3 separate regions of the Mus musculus genome follow, and regions 1 and 2 are each linked to region 3. A link is a contact called in public Hi-C data. All regions are on one chromosome and are shown on one strand. The core of a region is the stretch at or near the end of the contact, and the rest is flanking DNA. Distances in the headings are between cores, read along the strand shown. Region 1 holds the start of Serpina10 (serine (or cysteine) peptidase inhibitor, clade A (alpha-1 antiproteinase, antitrypsin), member 10). Region 2 holds the start of Serpina6 (serine (or cysteine) peptidase inhibitor, clade A, member 6). Region 3 overlaps Ppp4r4 (protein phosphatase 4, regulatory subunit 4).

The links. Hi-C and Micro-C count contacts between places; a contact is called where the count stands out from the background.
Region 1: a Hi-C map of liver shows a contact between it and region 3, with 2.1 times the contacts expected there. The contact joins the promoter of Serpina10 here to the enhancer-like site in region 3. A contact is called at or near these places in 3 of 39 promoter capture datasets (the 3T3-L1 cell line, the HPC-7 cell line and maxillary cranial neural crest), 3 of 15 datasets of contacts at CTCF or cohesin (embryonic stem cells and pro-B cells), 101 of 484 Hi-C or Micro-C datasets (the AML12 cell line, the AtT-20 cell line, B cells and 51 more), 13 of 115 datasets of contacts at active chromatin or transcription factors (astrocytes, embryonic stem cells, extraembryonic endoderm stem cells and 6 more) and 2 of 9 other capture datasets (adipose tissue and pancreatic islet).
Region 2: a contact with region 3 is called in a Hi-C map of liver, with 6 times the contacts expected there. The contact joins the promoter of Serpina6 here to the enhancer-like site in region 3. A contact is called at or near these places in 1 of 39 promoter capture datasets (liver), 3 of 15 datasets of contacts at CTCF or cohesin (embryonic stem cells and pro-B cells), 87 of 484 Hi-C or Micro-C datasets (the AML12 cell line, the AtT-20 cell line, B cells and 43 more), 11 of 115 datasets of contacts at active chromatin or transcription factors (astrocytes, embryonic stem cells, extraembryonic endoderm stem cells and 5 more) and 2 of 9 other capture datasets (adipose tissue and pancreatic islet).

The regions. Positions count from the first base shown.
Region 1 is chr12:103,630,122-103,633,216 of GRCm38.p6, forward strand. Serpina10 (serine (or cysteine) peptidase inhibitor, clade A (alpha-1 antiproteinase, antitrypsin), member 10) reads right to left here and starts at 1,323. Exons shown (of 5, transcript NM_144834.4): 1 at 1,263-1,323.
Region 2 is chr12:103,655,617-103,658,485 of GRCm38.p6, forward strand. Serpina6 (serine (or cysteine) peptidase inhibitor, clade A, member 6) reads right to left here and starts at 1,602. Exons shown (of 5, transcript NM_007618.3): 1 at 1,421-1,602.
Region 3 is chr12:103,548,731-103,551,636 of GRCm38.p6, forward strand. The region is part of intron 2 of Ppp4r4 (protein phosphatase 4, regulatory subunit 4); the gene reads left to right. Among named protein-coding and RNA genes, the nearest start is that of Ppp4r4, 18 kb to the left of the region's middle. Within about 2 kb of position 1,466, at least 15 of the 459 cell types and tissues checked have an H3K27ac peak or open chromatin away from gene starts, as enhancers often do. A contact at or near this core is called in Th2 cells, fibro-adipogenic progenitors, hepatocytes and 3 more, where this site is marked.

The DNA of each region.
Region 1 (3,095 bases), core at 73-2,572, 81 kb after region 3:
AGACACAGGTCTTGCTAAATGACCCCAAAGAAGCCAGCATCCCCACTTTCTAGCCTGGATAACCCTGCTGGGTCTCCCAAATGTTACCATTTAGGAATTGCTTCCCAGCCATAATGATGAGGCCCCTTAGTAGGTCACCACATTGCTGTAAGCATCGGGTCATTACTTCTTTCCAGGTACGAAACATCTCCAGTGTCATACATTCATCTTTTTGTTTAAATGGACAACTTGCCTTTAGTCCTTCACAACTCAAAACTGAGGCCATATCCTCCAAGGTGAGGCTATGGCAAGGTGGGGCCTTTGAGAGTGACTAGATGATGTCTGAATTGTGGGGCGATTGTGAGGGCTTTAGTGTCCTTATAAGAAGAGGAAGAGACACCAGAGCCTTCCTCTCTCCACCAAGAACACACTGAGAAGACCACCATCTGCAAACCAGGAGGTGAGCCCTCATCACAGCCCAACCATGTTGTCCCTCACCTTGGGCCTCCAGAACTGTGCAAACACATTTGCACATTTGTTGGCTATTCTGTCCCAACAGCCTGAGCTGCCCCGGGAGAATTCTGTCATGGTATTTAGCTCTGCTTTGTAAATTAAGCGCTCAGATTAGTCCTGATTCCATAGTTACTTGTCATTGTCTCGGCCGTCAGGAACATTTCCCAACACACCAGCACAATGTCCCACTTTCCTAGAACTAAGTCGTCCCCTGAAGTGTCTCTGTAGCACCTGACCGTTGCTGCGCCTGCTTACTGAAGAGGGTAACTTGTCTTTTCAGGTCCCTCATCATCATCATGACAGCCATACACAATATACACGGGGTGCTCCTGGGACCTAGGGCAGCGTCGGGTGTATAGAGGGCACACCTTGTCCCACAGAGTTTGAGATGGGCAGGAAATAAGCTACCTACCTGACACTTAGCCCTGAGCATGTGTGTAGAGCAGTGCCTCCCTTACCTCCCCCCAGCCCTGGCTCACTTGCTTCGGCAGTGAGCTGTGGCAGACAAATACCAGGCCTTCAGAGCCCTTGCCCTGGCTGCCTCCTATCTATGGCTAACATGTTTTTGATGCTACCCGGAGCCCAACTTCAATGTACAGTCCTTTGGAGTTTAGGTGAAAGACAGCATTCTTGCCCTCTAACTCCCCCACCCCACCCACTCCCTGCTGAAGCCCACTGGGAGAGAGAGAGTGAGAGCGAGAAAACAGCTATTCTCCCACCTCTCCCTGGTAGACACTCTAGAGGCACCCCTGCCATCCACCACCTCTTACCAGTCCTGGACCTCTGGTGCCGAGAAGATCATTCAGAGCAAAGAGGCAAGCAGAAGCTTTGCAGCCCAAAGCCTTCAGTAAATATTTGTTATTCCAAAGTGTGGGCCTCTGGGGACTGTTACTGATTAACACCCTGCTGGGATATGATTGCATTTCCAGAAAACCAAAGAACTTCTGGTATTCCCCAGGCTCGTCCTATGGCCCCAACTATGACCAGAATTCACAAGAGTCTCACCCTCATTGGGGTGGGGATGAAGGTTCTAGAAAGAAGGTTATCATGGGCCTCATGGCTGCTTCTGGGAACCATAAAGGGATTTGGGTAGAATTTCAGACCCACTGTCTTGTCCGTAAGGAACTGTCAGTCCAGTAATGGAGACTGGATTCCTGTTGGGTCATGTCTTACAATACAAGCCCTGCACAAGGTCAATGTACTACCTTCTGTCTCTTGAGGCTGAACCTCTCAAGTACTCAGAGCCTGAGCTGGAAAGCACCCTGTGAGGTACAGCTTTTCAGACCTACTAGGTTGTCATTGTAAGTTTTGCTATATGTCCCTTTCTAGCCTTGAAGTGAGACAAAGTTTATATACCCTACCCACAAAATTGAAAAAACAACAACAACAACAACAATCAAAAGAGAAACAGCAGCAGCAGCAGCAGCAGCAACAACAACAACAACAACAACAAACCAGCGATGGGGTGTGGTTATAGCTCAGTTCGTTGAGTGTCTCCAGGTTTTGGTCCCTAGCACTGCATGAAATAAGGCTCAGTGGAGCACACCTGTTATCCCAGCACTATGGAAGTGGGGGCAAGAGGATCAGAGGTTCAAGGTCATTCGTGGCTACATAGCAAGTTTAAGGCCAGCCTGGCTACATGAGACCCTATCTGAAAAAAAATAAATAAAAGGATTTCTCAAATTAAAAAAAGCAGATAAGAAACAGTAATGTTCCAGCTATAACATGAAGGCAAAAGAAAATAACGCCTTTAAGTACAGCGGTGTTCCAGGATATCTGTGCTGGCAGATGTGACCATCTATCTGCTCATCTCATGATGGAGGACACTCATTGGACAGGAAGGTAGCCATTGAGGAAGAACTCCATTAAGCAATGCACTGGCTGACAGGAAGTTTGTGGCCTGTCATCCTGAGAGGCACCTTGCTTGAAAGCAGACTAAGGAGTGGCATGTGATCACCGGCTGGCAGGCCCCTCCTCACAGGTAGAGGTGGCTAGCTGACACATCTCACCTGAACCAAGGACTCCCAACACATTTTCAGTTTTTCAAACCACAACATAGACATGGATTAGTATATTTTATTAAAGATCATCAACATTGCTGTCTTAGTCAGGGTTTCTAGTTCTGCACAAACATCATGACCAAGAAGCAAGTTGGGGAGGAAACGGTTTATTAAGCTTACACTTCCATATTGCTGTTCATCACCAAAGGAAGTCAGGACAGGAACTCACAAATAGCAGGAACTTGGAACAGGAGCTGATGCAGAGGCCATGGAGGGATGCTGCTTACTGGCTTGCTTCCCCTCGCTTGCTCAGCTTGCTTGCTTATAGAAGCCAGGACCACCAGCCCAGGGGTGGCACCACCCACAATGGACCCTGCCACCCTTGATCACTAATTGAGGAAATACCTTACAGCTGGATCTCATGGAGGCATTTCCTCAAGGGAGGCTCCTTTCTCTGTGATAACTCCAGCTTGAGTCAAGTTGACACATAAAGCCAGCCAGGAAAATTGCCTTATTATTGGCTGGTTTGTCTCAGTGTGGGGAGGCAGTCATCCAGAGAAGTGAGACATTGCTGTTGATAGGTCTAGAGCTCTGTCAGGTATG
Region 2 (2,869 bases), core at 352-2,851, 110 kb after region 3:
CCAGCGGCCCTGCGAGACTCACCCACACTGATGCTGGGGGCTAGAGTTCCTCAGGACCCAGTCCTTCTTATGTTGGACTGATCACCATCTGGCTGCAGCATGGCTGAGTATCACAGGTCTCCCTCCTCCACCCCTGCACACTACATTCTTACTCTGTTGCAAGCCAGGTTAGAGGTTAGGGCAGGACAGGGCAGGGCAGGGCAGGCAAGGCATGGCAGGCCACTACAGTCCCTTAGTGTTTGCTGAGCTCTGTCCTGGCCTGAGACCTGGAGATAAAGATGGCCCTCCTCTGACTGCCCCATGGGGCTCCCCTCTAGGCCCACCCCTTCCTTTTCTCCCCTGTCTCATTCCCTCTTGGCCTTTGAGATTCAGGTGCTTGGTTACTGCCTCCAGGAAGCTTTTCTTCTCCCCTTCTCTCTGCCACCGGCCTTGTTGGTTTCATCTTGGTTTCAGCACCGGGCTATACCTGTCTATGAATCCCCCTTGGGGAAGGAATACCCCAGTCAACAGTTGGCTTGGCCTTCTTTCTCTTCCTGCTGTTTCTGGGTGCAACTGTGTGCCTCATTCTCCCTGTATCAAACCTACAGGCTGGAGAGTAAATCCTCCTGCCTCAGAAGACGGTTGTGAATGCCTGGTGTGGCTGTCATCAGTGCATGATTATGCACACTCACTTCACGAGGCATCCTGCACCTCATTGTAGAGATGGGACACCAGAGCTAGGTGATGTAGAGCTTCCGTGTAGGTCGGGGTGTGCACCTTCAGAGTCACACCTCTTGCTTTCTCTACTGAAAACCACGTGGCCAGCAAGGTGGCTCTTTAAGGCCAGCCTACAAAAAAGACTAAGGTCATGTGTTTCTTCCTAGTAATATCTTCCTTGCCACGCCTCTCTGAAGTGCCTTGGATCAGGCGGGGATTTAGGCATCATAGCACGTGGTGTGATGCACAGAGAAGCAGGTCATTCTCCCTCCAGCTGTATCACCCCCCACTACACATTACTGAGTTACTATGGCATGGGGTGTGGGCACTCTTTAGAGGGTCCCTGCATATACCACCTGTGCACTACAACCCTACTCAATAGTGCTGCCTGGCACTAATCCATCTCAGCTCTGAGATTCCTTCTCATTCCTGGATGCTAAGGCACCAGGCAACAGGTAGCAATAAAGCATAAACCCAGCTCTCAGTGACAGCCTCCTGCAATGTAAGAAGCTGAAGGGAAATCAAAACCAAGTGGCTGAACCACAGACTATGGGATCGAAGAAGTATTCCACATGGTCGCCTCATGACACAGCTAGCTACCCTCATGTTCATCTATTAAAAATCTCAAGCAAGCAGGCACTGCTGTGTTCTGGAGTGCAGCAGATATAGAGTCAGGGACCCTGGTAGGAGCAAGAGGCACAGAGTACTGTCAGGGGTGACTCACGTCTGCTGTGGGCTCCAGCTGTTCCTTCTGGCTCTGCTTTGCTGTCTGGAATCCTAGCACACGTACAGTAAGGCTTCGGGGAGACTCCCCACTAAATCTTGTTTGCTGGTGTCTTGCTGGTTAATGGTTAGAGGAGGGGGGCAGTGGCCTTCACCATTTGGTGGCCCCCACCCCCCAAGCATCAACCAATGGGAAGCTTTATAGAAAGTAAGGGTAAACACAGCAATTCTGCAAATCAGCTCGACATTGCATGCTGTCCCCTGAAGTTTTATTTTTAATATCAAAGTGTGGCTAGAGTTGCGTCAGGGTTCATGGTTGCCCTGTGCCATCTGGCAGGGGACTCATTGGTGTCATTGATAAGCGCCATGGCATGGACTCTGTGAGGAGCCAGGTGCCTTGGCACCAGGAGGGGAAGAATCAGGCAAGGGTAGGGGAAACAGAGATGTATGAATGAATGTGTGACTGTCCAAGGTCTTTCCCTGGGTTATCTCAGGCCTCCCAATGATTCACTGAACAGACTGCTACGATCTCCCTTCTTTATGAGATTGTCTTGACCTAGTTGTGCTTTTAATTGAAGTTTTCTGTTGTCACCGGGGTTGAACCCAAGACCTTATGCATGCTGGTCAAGGGCTCTGCCACTGAGCTCTGTACCTTAGCAATGTCTCTTCTTTAAAGAAGGAAACTGAGAAGGGCTGGAGATGGAATGAACTGCCCTGCAGCCAATTCCCTCCTGAAGTCCAGCTCTCTTACTCTCACCCGTGCGTTTACTCTCCAGATCACTTTTGTCGCAGGAGGCACACATCAAAGAAATACTATTTGTGTTTCTTTGTTTTCCTTTATAACTAGGACTTCCAAGGAGTGGAAAGGCTGCAGGGTCTCCAGTCAGTCACTATCTTTCTTCTCCTTCTTCTCCTCTCATTCCATAGTACTTCTGTTGCAGTGGGGAGAAAGAGCCTGCCAGAGCCTTAGTTGGTGCGATCTCGTGGATCTCACAGGCTAAAAGCAAAGGGAAAATTAATGTGTGTATGTATGTATGTACGTACGTACGTATGTATGGCCTCACAGTTTCTTTCAGCCCCTCAGAGGACTGTGGACAGAAGTATTTGTCTGTCCCTGCACCAACCACACGGTCCAAGGGAATGTGCCTCTGTGAATACCCACCACGAACCCTGAGCCCTGGGGCCTCAAGTGCAGAGCTCTGTGTCCCAAACCCTGAGCCTACAGCCCCGAGCCCCAAGCCCCAAGCCCCAAGCCGAGCCCAGAGCCCTGTGCTTGATTGACAGCAGCATCACTTCCAAAAAAGGATGAAGGGCGCTGCTCCCATGGGAAATAAGGAAGGTTAGAGGTCATGCCTCGAAGTTTGGGCAGTCCAGTTTTGTTAATAATTGTTGCCCCTTTCAAGATTTCTAGTTTGTAAGCCAATTTTGGACATTATTGCCAAAGATTTGT
Region 3 (2,906 bases), core at 216-2,715:
GGACCACAGGCCTTTCGATGAGTCGGTGTGGAGGTGCTCCCTTGTGAGACATCCTAAGTGAGGTTAGCTGCAGGGTAAAGTAAGTCACCTCTTTCACTGAGCCTTACTGTCATTGCATATTGTCTGGAGTGCTTGTTCAAAGCCTCCTGAAACAGAAGTGAGGACGGTTGTAGCAGCTGAAGTGTTCCTTGTAGTTGGGGTGGAGTTTCCTCAGGACAGTCAGAGTGTTCAAAGCAGCCAGCTGCCGTGGTGACAGTTCAGCTGACTGCTTTTAAAAATAGTTTTCACATTTATTTTTCATGCATGTGCATGTATATATGTACACATGTCACAGCACATGTGTGGCATTCCGAGGACAGCTTGTGGGAATGGGTCCTTCTCCCATGTGGGTCCTGGGACTTGCACTTAAGTTGTCAGAGCCATTTAACTGACCCAGAAGAGACTTCTTGAGCTTTAGGGAACCAGGCACAATGTTTTGAAAGCTGTCAAACAAGTGGTTCTCCGACCCATATCTGATAGCTTTTGGCCATTTAAAAAAAAATCAAAGGGCTGGAGAGATAGCTAAGTGGTTAAAAGCACGTACTGTTTTGGCAGTGAACCTTAGTTTGATTCCTAGCACCCACATGGTGGCTCATAGTTGTCTGTAACTCCAGTGCCAGGGGATCCAAGGCCATCTTTTGGCACTGCTCACATGTATACATACATGCACACATGCAGGGAAAACATATACATAAAATAAAAATAATAAAATCTTTGAAGAACCATCAAAAGAAACTTATAGTAACGACTGTACGAAAATTTGAAAGTTAGCCCATGTTGATTTTACCAAATAAGGGTTTTTCTGTACATGAATAGAATGTACTTTGATATTTCCCTATTTTTCTTATCCTGCTCCCTTTGTCAATGCGTATCCCTAATAACTTCACTATTACCTTCAGGTCTCCTTGTCTCCTAGATCCCACACGAGAGAAGATATGCAGTGCCTGGCTTTGTGGGGCTGCTTTATTTCACTAAGATGATGATTTCTATTTCCTTCTGTTTTCCTGAAAATGACATAATTTTATCTTTCTTTGTCTTTATGTATGTATGTATGTATGTATGTATGTACATACATACATATATGCATATGTTTCATTTTCATTCACTAATGGGCACCTAAGCTGAGTCTGTAATTTGGGCATTGTTAGCAGTGCATTCTTAAATATGGGTTTGCTGGTCTCCATAGTAGCTGCCTTTGATGATTTTGGGTATAGGCACAGTAAAGGAAATTCTCATTCTTCACAGCACCTAACAACTCCCAGCCTAAAGCCTCAAGTGAAGGCTTGGATCCCTTTGTGTCTCATTAGCGTTAGGGAGGAGGAGTCATTGTTCCACACAGCTTTTGCACACTGACTTAGTTGACTCGAGATCTCTTTAAGTGCTATAATTGATCTGTTTGCCTTATGTTTCTTCCAACTCAGTGTCTTATTTACCAGCGTATCAGTCATATGAGCAGGCAGGAACTATTACGTGTTATTGGACTCTCTGTGTGGCTCATACTGTTCACTCTGGATTTTAGTCATCGTTTCCGTGATCTCATTTTCAAATCTGGTCTGCAGGGTTTTTTTTTTTTTTTTTTTTTTTTTTTTTTAACTGAACTTCAGGCCAAGATACTGTGCTGGAACTCTGGTATTGTACTTCTACAAGGTGTCCTCTTTAGAATGTCTTGCTGGTCTTCCAAATGTGAAATTGCATTCATCACTTTTTAATCTAAGTATGTTCACTTGTTATTGAAGCCCGACTACCCTTTTAAATCATTTCAGTTGTATGCTCTTCCTTTCCCATCAGTCCTCTGAAGTGCCCAGCCACTAACTGCTGCCTGACAAAGGTGATTATTAGATTGTGATGGAGGATGGAGAACAGTTTTGGATAAATACTTCCTGCAAGATTGACCCCATCAGCCCACTTGTTTTCTGAAGGTTCGGTAATCGGGTCTTTTCCTTTTCCTGCAGTAGCTACTTATCACCTGTTTCTTACAGATGCCAGACTTCATGTCTCTGTCTTCCAAGTGTTGCTTGCCATTTTATTTCCCCGTCTGAGCTTCTCGCTTAAATCATCTTGGTTAATCTAGCCCTCCTGCTGTGCCATGACATATCCAAAATATGTTTTAGAAGCATTTTGAAAGGATTTTCTTTCCAAAGTTTTCAGTTAATGAGGAAATCATACGGTTCTTTAAAAAACCTACCAGGGACTGGAGCTTCCAGAACCTTCATATTTTGCATGCCTTTATGCCATTCAGCTCCACCTCTGCAGCTCCGGGTGAAAGCAGTCCTTCACGATTTCCCTTTTACTCTGCAAAACTTTGAACTTCATTATTATACTTTTCTGCCTGTATGCTCACCAATAGGAATACATTTTAAATTGTGACTGGATATATACAAGTGCATGTTTGTGTGTGCGTGATTATTAATACAGACACACACACACACACACACACATATAAAACAAAAATTTTACAGTACTTATTTTATGTCTATGTCTAATAAAACATCAATGCTAACACCAAAAATAATCTTAATATGGAATTACAAAATGGAAAAAATTCAAAGTAAATTACATAAAAATAAAATTTAATGATACCTCAGGTATACTTGTATTTTAAAAGTTAGTTCTATTCCAGGGCAAGTGGAGATTTCGTCCTGCTTTAGAGTGTTGTGAGGTTTGCTGTGCAGTGTGAGGAGAGGGAAGCTAATTCCAAGATGTATGTTTGAGAGTCAGACAGCTGTTTTGTGCCTCTGTAAAAAGATGACGATAGAGAACCAGCTCAATTTTAGGTAGTTGGAGGCCATTCGACAGCTGGAAGCTGTTTAATGTTTAATAAAGCTGAGGATGGTGGCCCTGTACAACAAATACAACCTCTGCTCCCT